Linked DNA regions of Sus scrofa: region 1 is linked to region 2. Evidence: chromatin contacts called from public promoter capture Hi-C data. All regions are on one chromosome and are shown on one strand. Each heading gives the region's core, a stretch centred on a gene start, on an enhancer-like site or on the middle of the called end of the contact. The rest is flanking DNA. Distances are from core to core; before and after follow the strand shown.

Region 1 (4,694 bases), core at 1,486-3,985, 200 kb after region 2:
AGAGGGCAATAATGAGAGGCGCTAAAGATGGGGAGGGAGTACTGACAGAATCATGAGCAAATAACTAAACTGTTAATATTTTAAGCCACTAAGTTTTGTGATCACAGATCTTTGTGCTGATATGATAATGCTAAAAGAAACAATAAGAAGGGTGAGCGTGAGATTACTTTTTTTCACATTACATATTCCTTCGTGTAACCTGAAATTGTTGGTAAGTGCACAAACCTTTCAACTTTCAGAATAGGAGGTGTAGTGCGGATGTTTTATGCAGACTTTTCTAACAGTAGGTAAGATGAATTCCACAACTACATGAGAAGCCACGACAACAGTCCAAAAGAGAAGTAATGGGAGACATATTGTGAGGCCTATCTCACATATTCATGAAATGTGAATGACAACTAAGAATTTAGGGATAAGAAACGATGACTGTGGTTTTTAATCCATTAAAAGAAGGAGGAAGTCTAGGAAAGCAGCTAATTTGTGGAGAATAAATACTAACAAGTTTGCTATAAATTATTCCAGTTAGAAAATCATACAGCTTTCCTGGACTTCCCATGTGGCTCATAACATACCTACTCAGCATTGCTTCTACAGAAAAATCATACAGCTTTCTTTTTTTTGGTCTTTTTAGGGTCACATCCGTGGCATATGGAAATTTCTAGGTTAGGGGTTGAACGGGAGCTGTAGCTGCTGGCATATGCTGCAGCCACAGCAACACCAGATCTGAGCCACGTCTGGGGCCTATACCACAGCTCACTGCAATGCCAGATCCTTAACCCACTGAGCAAGGGCAGGGATGGAACCTGCGTCCTCATGGATACTAGTCAGATTTGTTTCTGCTGAGCCACGACAGGAACTCCCAAACTACTTTCTTAGGTTCAGTGATTCTTCCCCTCCAGGGAGCATAAGTGGCAATATCTGGACACTAATTTTGTTGCCACGAGTGGGTGGAGACCGGGACTGGGGTCCTACTGGCATCTAATGGATCGAAGCCAAGGATGCGGCTAAACATTCCACAATGTACAGGATAGCTCCCCATTATAAATAATTATTTGGCCTTAAATGTCAATAGTGCTAAGGGTGAAAAACCCTAAAGGCTATAGTTACTGAAACTCAACTGGATTACCAAACCCCCAAAACTCAAAAAATCCTTAAGCAAACAATTTGTATAGAGTGAAAAATAAAGTATGTCAATGTTATTATGAATTTGTGCAAGTCTACTTTGGATCTGTTTGCACATAATTACAAGAGAAATGGCTTTTTCTCTAAGATATAGAAGTTAACTGTTGATATTTAGTTCTGATAAACTCGGCAAAGTATTAATCAAACATTAACAAAATACTAGTATAAGTCACTATTTTCTCCAAAAACAGATTACCCTCTAATGTTTTCTGTAAAATGTACTTATCAGAAACCTGTGCACGAAAGCCACTGGAGGGGAGGGGCAGGGCTGAGTTCTTTAAAAAGTAGCAAGAAATGGGATTTTGTGACAATAAAGTAATGGCTGTAGATTCCATGGGAAGTTTCATTACAGATGTTTACCATTTACATACGATGCCTGTAAATCACTGGCTCGAGTTTTAAGCTTTATGTGGCTTTCATTCCTAGCAGTACAATCCTCTATTCTTTCAGACGACAAATAACAAAACCCGTTTCCCATACAATGTACCCTGACAACTGGCCGTGGAACTAAACTGTTTTCAAAATGAGGAAAAACTAACTAGGACTAGAAATGTTCAAATGGAAGGCATTTCCCCTGTGAAAATTCTTGTTAATTAAAAGAACCCGAGCTGCTGCCGTCAGAAAGTATGCAATTAGCGTTTCAAACCTCTACACTGGACGACTTCTTGCGGAGGGACGGGATAAGGAAGGAAGATCACCCATTCGTCCCAAATTCGCAGTTCTAAGGGCGAGTTACGAGAAGGGCGTCAGGAATGTCTTTCTACAAAGCTGGGGGGAGGGGGCTGGGGGAAGTCCCTCTCTTTCCTACTTTGGTCCCAATTCTGACAAAGTGCAGTGTGCCAAGGTGAAGCCGTCGGTGCATCACGTAGCAGCTTCCCGGCAGGGTCCTAATTAAGTGTAGGCCTGACTTTCCCTCCAATCCCGGCTTCAGGTGTTCCACTCCGGGCTTCCTTCAGCCTCTCCTCATCACGCAACCTCGAAGGAGAGGAGTGTCCACACACAAAGCCCGAACCGCCCGAGCCCCCGGCTGAAGAACCACCGCCAGCCTGAACTCGGAGACGGGGAGGCAAAGCCCCAGAGCTTCCCTCCCTGGGGAAACCTTTGGCCCCGAGGGTCCTTCCGTCCAGCTCAGCCCGGTCCGGTCTCCCTCTCTACCGCGTCAACGCTTACCCAATACCAGCCGGGCTACGTCCGAGGGTAGCAGCATGATCCAAGCCGCAGGAGTACCCGCAGTGAGAGACGAGACTCAGGTAAAAGCCAACAGCGACGGCTCCTGCGCCGCATCTCCCGGTCCCGGTGGCGGCACTGAACCCCGCTGCAATTTGTCCCGCCTCTTTTGCTCCACGCCAGCCAATCGCTTCCGCGGGAGAAAGAAAGGCGCCGAAATGAAACCCGCCTCCGTTCTCCCTGGCACTGACGTCATTTCCGTGCTCACGTTTGGCGGGTGGGGTCAAGGGGGCGAGGAGGCGGGGCGCGAGCGTTGGAGACCAAGCCGCAGGGAGAGCGTGGCTGCAGGGTCGCATGCCATTGGCAGACAGTGCGCAGGCGCGTTCCCTTCCGAGCCCGGTGTTTTGGGAGAGTGTTTGGTGTCCGGCGCGCGTGGGCGGACCGTACCCGAACGCTCCGCACCTCTACCGCTTCCGCCCGGGACGCACGCTGCGTGGCCACGCTGAGTTTGGTCGGAAGCGGGATCAGTGCGTGGACAGGTGGCTCGGGCTGCTGCTGGGAGTGGAGCGGGGATTTGGTCTGCGGCTACGCCGCCACCAGGGATTCCACTTGGTTGTCCAGTCCAGCCGTCTTGGTGCGTAAGCCGTGTAGTGGCGTCTGCGTTGGGGAATTAAGATGCCTCCGGGCCGCTCTGTCCCAGCCCCCATATGCGCCCCTTTACTCCTCTCCCCACCTCATCTTGACGGGACTCTGGTACTCATTGCTTTCTCCAGCTCTCTTTTCGTGCCTCTGGTGGACTTAGCCTTGAACCTTCCTGTGCGTCCCCTGCCTCTGTGCCCAGAAATTAACTAGATGGCTTAACTAATCATCTTTTTCTCCCCTGTCATAATTAGTAGTTTAAGTCAACGAGTGATTCGTTGAGGCTTAAACTGAAGTTTCGTGGTTAAGAGCTTGGGCTCTGGAATCACACTCCCGGAGTTGGGGTTCTGTCAGCTGGCTGTGTGATCTCGCTGTACCATCTATCTCGTCATCATCCTATCCTGTGTCACCACTCAAGAGTGTTTGCTGTTTTTTACCAGGTACAGAGAAGTAAAAAGACTGTTACAATTCAGAGTGATAATGTGATAGAAGAACATTGTGATGGAAGAGGAGTGAATGAAGTTCTGTGGAAACGGCCTGGGAGAATCAGTTTCAGTTTGCAGTGAGATTTCAGTGTTAAACTGCCCTGGAGGGAGGTGGGAGCCTTACAGACAGAAGGGTAAATGCATATGAAGGCATAACGTGTGGAAGGTTCCTGAAGCTCTAGGGAGAGCCTCACAGAGAACATTACCCGATATTCTGTGGTAATCTATGTTGGAAAAGAAATGGAAAGAGAATGGATGTGTGTACATGTATAACTGAATCACTTTGCAGTACAGCAGAAGTTACCACAACATGTGAATCAACTGTCCTTCCATAAAACTTTAAAAAATGGAAAAAAAGGAGAAGAGAGAGGTCCTGCATGTAATGAAGTACATTTGGGCATTTTCAACATGTTGAACATATGCTCTTACTGGGATATGGTCTTAACTGGGAGAAAATTGAGAAGCAAGGAGACAAGGATATTCTTTCAGGTGTGGGTGGAAAAAGAACCATTAAAAGAGATGCGAAACAGAAAAGAAGGGAATAATGATAATTGCTGATATTTATTGAGCATTTGCTATGTCCCAGGCAGTGTGTTAAACATGTACATCAATCTTTAAAGTAACTTTGAAGTTCTAGTTCAATTCTAATGTGGTTTTTCATTTTATCATTGAGAAAACTGAGGTTTAGAGAGATTAGCTAGTTGGAGTTCCTGTCGTGGCACAGCGGAAATGAATCAGGCTAGGAACCATGGAGTTGTGGATTTGATCCCTGGCCTTGCTCAGTGAGTTAAGGATCCAGCATTGCTGTGGGCTGTGGTGTAGGTTGCAGATGCAGCTTGGATCCTGCATTGCTGTGGCTCTGGCCTAGGCTGGCAGCAATAGCTCCTATTAGACCCCTAGCCTGGGAACCTCCATATGCCGTGGATGTGGCCCTAAAAAGACAAAAAAAAAAAAAAAAGAGAGAGAGATTAGCTAACTGCCCAAGTTACATAGTTTGTAAGTGCAGGACCAGGGTATGAACTAGTGCAGTCTGACTACAAAGCCCACACTCTTAGCATTAGAAAAAAATGGCATGGTGGTCTTTTGTGCTGCAGCGGGTTAAGGATCTGGCATTGTCACTGCAGTGGCTGTATTGCCACTGTGGCTTAGGTTTGATCTCTGGCCTGGGAACTTCCACATGCCACAGGCACGGCTCCCCAAAAAAAGATGGCGTGCTAAGGG
Region 2 (4,412 bases), core at 93-2,592:
GTATTCACTACACAGCAGTCAAATGATCATGTTGAAATGGGAGTCTGATCATGCCACTCCCTTGTTCAAAAGCTGGCAATGGTCGCACATCTTAGAATAAAAGTCAGTCTTTCCAGTGGTCTACAAGGCCCTATAAGGCCTTATGCTCCCCTTAATCTCCCTGCTCTGAATACACCAACTTTCTTACTGTTCCTCTGACACTCTGGGCAACTTGCCCCTGTGCATCCCTGTCTGGAATGCTCTCCTCCCACATATGTCCTGGCCTGCTCCCTCTCTCTTTCAGTACTTTGTTCAAATGCGATCTTCTCTGTGAGCCCTACTTAGATCCCTCTATTTAAATTGCAAGCTTCAGGGAGTCCTCATCATGGCTCAGTGGTAATGAATCCAATTAGTATCCATGGTGAGGGTTCGATCCCTGGCCTTGCTCAGTGGGTTAAGGATCTGGCATTGCCATAAGCTGTGATGCAGTTCGCAGACAAAGCTGGGATTCAGCATTGCTGTGGCAGTGGTGTGGGCTGGTAGCTACAGTTTCGATTTGATCCCTAGCCTGGGAACTTCCACATGCCACTGGGTGTGGCCCTAAAAAGACAAAAATAAAATAAAATAAATTCCAAGCTTCAGCCCCCTTCCCTGCTTTATTTTACTCTATAGCTCTTATTTACTTCTAATGTATTATGAATGTATGAATGAATACTGCTTGGAAACATGTATAATAAAATATTCTAGGAGTTTCCTCTGGCTCAGCAGTTAATGAACCAACTAGGATGCAGGTTCTATCCCTGGCCTGGCTCAGTGTATTAAGGATCTGGCTTTGCTGTGAACTGTGATGTAGGTCATAAATTAGGCTCAGATCTGGCAATGCTATGGCTGTGGCATAGGCTGGCAGCTGTAGCTCTGATTCCACCCCTAGCCTGGGAACCCTCATATGCCCTGAGTGTGGCCCTAAAACAGCCCCCCTCCAAAAAAATATATATATAGATAGATAGATATTCTAGATTCCACATGTAAATGATATTCTTTTTCTTTGGCCAGTAGTTTGAGGTTTGAAGGGATAAAGCTTATGAGCTTATGGTTTAATATCTTTACTGTGTCTTCAGGTAATCCAAGGTTGTTATGCATTACCTGAACAAACTCTTATCGAGTATTTCAGTGCCAGGCACTCTTGAGTAGAAATATTAATAGTTAATACGTGTGTGTATTCGTTCACTCACGCAAATACATATTTACTGGGTGCCAGTTCTACTGGAGACACCCATTATAAGCGTTTCATTGGCTGTTCCCCGGAACCCCGGAGGCCGGAAAGGAGGGAAGACGTTCAGTCCTGCCAGCAGGGGGCGCGCGCGCCCTCCCCGCAGCCTCTCTGCCCACCGAGGCGTCCAGGCTCCACAGCTCGCTCCCGAGCGCGCCCCCGCCCGCCGCGTCACGTGATGCGGCCACCGACCCTGAGCTGCCGGGCCTAAGCCGAGCTAAATTCGTTGCCGGGGGCCTCTGCGGTGCAACCACAAAAGCTAATCCGAAGGAGGGGGTAGGGTTGTGGGGTCGATGCTTCCTCTTCCAATTCAGGTCGGCTCCGGTTACCGTCTCACCCTTCGCCGTTTGCGGCTCCCGGGGCGTTTGCATGCGCTCTTTCGTGCGGGGAAGCTCCGGTGACCATGTAGGGGAAAGCGGGAGGAAGCTCCAGCTGCCTGAGGGGAGGTCGGCGCGGTCGGCACGCCGCCTGGCACCCACCGCCTCGCGGGCCGCTGGCCCAGGTGGGAGCCCGGCCTGCAGTCGCGGCCTGACCCGGAGCGCCGCCAAGTCTCGCGCCGTCTCGCGAGAGTCCAAGTTGAAGGAACATGGCGACGTCTAATCTGTTAAAGGTAAGATCCTCCGTCCGGCTTGGTTTTTACTCCGGGGCTGCTGGTTCAGCTCTGAGGGAAGGGCTTGGCTTAGGTTCCGCGGCGAAGTGTGCGAATGTTCGGGAGTTGTCTGCGGGAAGGGACGTCGGGAGGCTGCCGCCGAGGGCCAGACTTAGGTCTTCGGCCTTGGGGTCGGGAGGCCGGTCGTCCGCCCGCGGGTCGGCGGCTGTGAGGCGGCGGCGGGCTGGGGGCCGTGCCTTCGGGACCCCGGAGGACAGTGCTGTGCCCGGACGGCTCGGCCAGGTGGCGTTCCCAGGGTCTCGGTTCTTCTGAAGCGAGAGTCCAGGACGCATAAAAGGAAGATCCAGGAAAATGTGGCCGAACTGGTTTTAATGCCTCGACCCCCACCTCCTCAATTTCTGTTCTCCTGTCTGCACGAAATTCCAAGACCCAGGGCAGTGCCCGCCGCCCTGCTCCCTCCCTTTCCTGCACGCCGCACCTTCCCTCCCTTTCTCCCTTTCTCGAGTTCATGTTTTAGGACTCTGTTCCTCAACCCCAGTACTGCTGAGGAAGCACTGCCATCGTTTTAGGGCTTGGGAAACTTGCCTTATGAAAGAAAACGGTTAAAGTTAGTTTTCTATATTTGGGATAGAGAGGGAGATCTAGGGCCAGAGGGGCAGGTCTACCATCATTTACAAAGTTTGGAGGAGAAGGAAGAAGGCATAACACTAGTTTCTTCTATGCGGTGTTTGTAGTAGGAACCTTTTGCTTTAAAAGTATTGACTGAATTGGGGGTAGTGATGAACTTAGGGAACACAGTGCAAAGGCTGAACTCCTCCGTCAAACCTATCATGCCTTCAGACTGTGGATGGATAACAAAATAATAGAGTGGCAGATATAAAATTACTGTAACCATTCATGTTCTCTTTAGACTACTAATATTAACTGTCTAATAGATGAGACTGTCTTATAAAATGTAGACCTAACTTACAGATTTAAGAGGCAATGTATCTTCTTTTAAAAGGGGAGGACCTAGAACTAGACTGAATTTCTGCCACTTAGAAGCTATATGACTTTGGGGAAGTTTCTAAACCTCTCTGTGCGGGAGTTTTTTCATCAATACAATGGAATTGTCAATAGCTCACTTCAATAGAAGCATTGTGAAAATTGAGTTAATAATGTAAAAATCTTAAAACAATGTCTAGCATTTAATTAGTACACAATACACATAAATTACTGGAGTTACTATTTCTGCTGTTTCTCTAAGAAAACAAGTTCATGGGAATTGAGTAACCTATTCTACTCTACCCTTTTATGAGAGTACAGCAAAGTTCTAATATATTAATTCTGAAAGAAAACTTGTTTAAGTTCTGAAGACTCTTGTTAATGCATAGAAAACAATTGCATTGTTAATTGAAATGTGTTCAAGAAGTAATTCGATACCTCATTCTTTGTGATTTTTCTTTTTCTTTTTGGCCATGTCATGTGGAAGTTCCTGGGCCAGGAATCAAACCCACACCACAGCAGCCACCCATGCTGCTTCACTGACAATGCTTAACCTGCTGCACCACAGGAGAACTCCTCTTTGTGAATTTTTGACTTGTTGCTGTAAAACAAGGTCTTCCCCCCGCAGAATTACCTCTCAGAAAAGAGCAAGTCACTTTATTCTGTTCTACTCCATACAAAGCCTTAAAAAGGATTATTTGGAGGACATGTAAGTCTGAAGCTACTTCATTCATTACTATTTTTTTTTTTTTTTTTGGTCTTTTTGCTACTTCTTGGGCCGCTCCTGCGGCATATGGAGGTTCCCAGGCTAGGGGTCCAATCGGAGCTGTAGCCACCGGCCTACACCAGAGCCACAGCAACGCGAGATCCGAGCCACGTCTGCAACCTACACCACAGCTCATGGCAATGCCGGATCCTTAACCCACTGAGCAAGGGCAGGAACCGAACCCGCAACCTCATGGTTCCTAATCGGATTCGTTAACCACTGCGCCACGACGGGAACTCCGATTACTATTAAGTGGTTACCTTGCAGAGATTATGAATCTACTTCTACAGCACACACTTACTTATAGATGAAAAAATTGCCTGAATGTATAGAAATAGGCACTTAGGAGTTAGGTTAAAAAAGCTCATAAAAAAATCAAAAAATTCTGTAACTCAAACAACTTTTATCAAAAAAGTAAAGTGATAATACTTTGACAAAATTGGTAAACGTTGCTCTAGTGAACATGAAGAGATGTCAACGATACACTTGACAAAATTTCAACAAATTAATGAAATGTTGAAAAGAGGGAAAAAGAATTTCTAAATGTTCTTATTTTTTTTATTTTTTATTTTTTTGTCTTTTTGCCATTTCTTGGGCCACTCTCACGGCATATGGAGGTTCCCAGGCTAGGGGTTGAATCGGAGCTGTAGCTGCCGGCCTACGCCAGAGCCACAGCAACTCAGGATCCGAGCCATGTCTGCGACCTACACCACAGCTCACGGCAATGCCGGATCCTTAACCCACTGAACAAGGCCAGAGATCGAACCCGCAACCTCATGGTTCCTATTCGGATTCGTTAACTA

Evidence for each region. Promoter capture Hi-C pulls out the DNA fragments that hold promoters and counts their contacts.
Region 1: a promoter capture Hi-C map of liver shows a contact between it and region 2, with 5 times the contacts expected there. The contact joins the promoter of ATM here to the promoter of CUL5 in region 2. A contact is called at or near these places in 2 of 5 promoter capture datasets (fetal liver and liver), 3 of 47 Hi-C or Micro-C datasets (heart right ventricle and skeletal muscle) and 2 of 2 datasets of contacts at active chromatin or transcription factors (alveolar macrophages and skeletal muscle).

Annotation. Positions count from the first base shown.
Region 1 is chr9:36,617,923-36,622,616 of Sscrofa11.1, forward strand. It overlaps ATM (ATM serine/threonine kinase), which reads left to right and starts at 2,736. Exons shown (of 64, transcript NM_001123080.1): 1 at 2,736-2,983; 2 at 3,243-3,428. LOC100627195 (protein NPAT) reads right to left here and starts at 2,593. Exons shown (of 18, transcript XM_021062741.1): 1 at 2,353-2,593. The coding sequence starts at 2,389.
Region 2 is chr9:36,418,464-36,422,875 of Sscrofa11.1, forward strand. It overlaps CUL5 (cullin-5), which reads left to right and starts at 1,343. Exons shown (of 19, transcript XM_005667298.3): 1 at 1,343-1,859. The coding sequence starts at 1,836.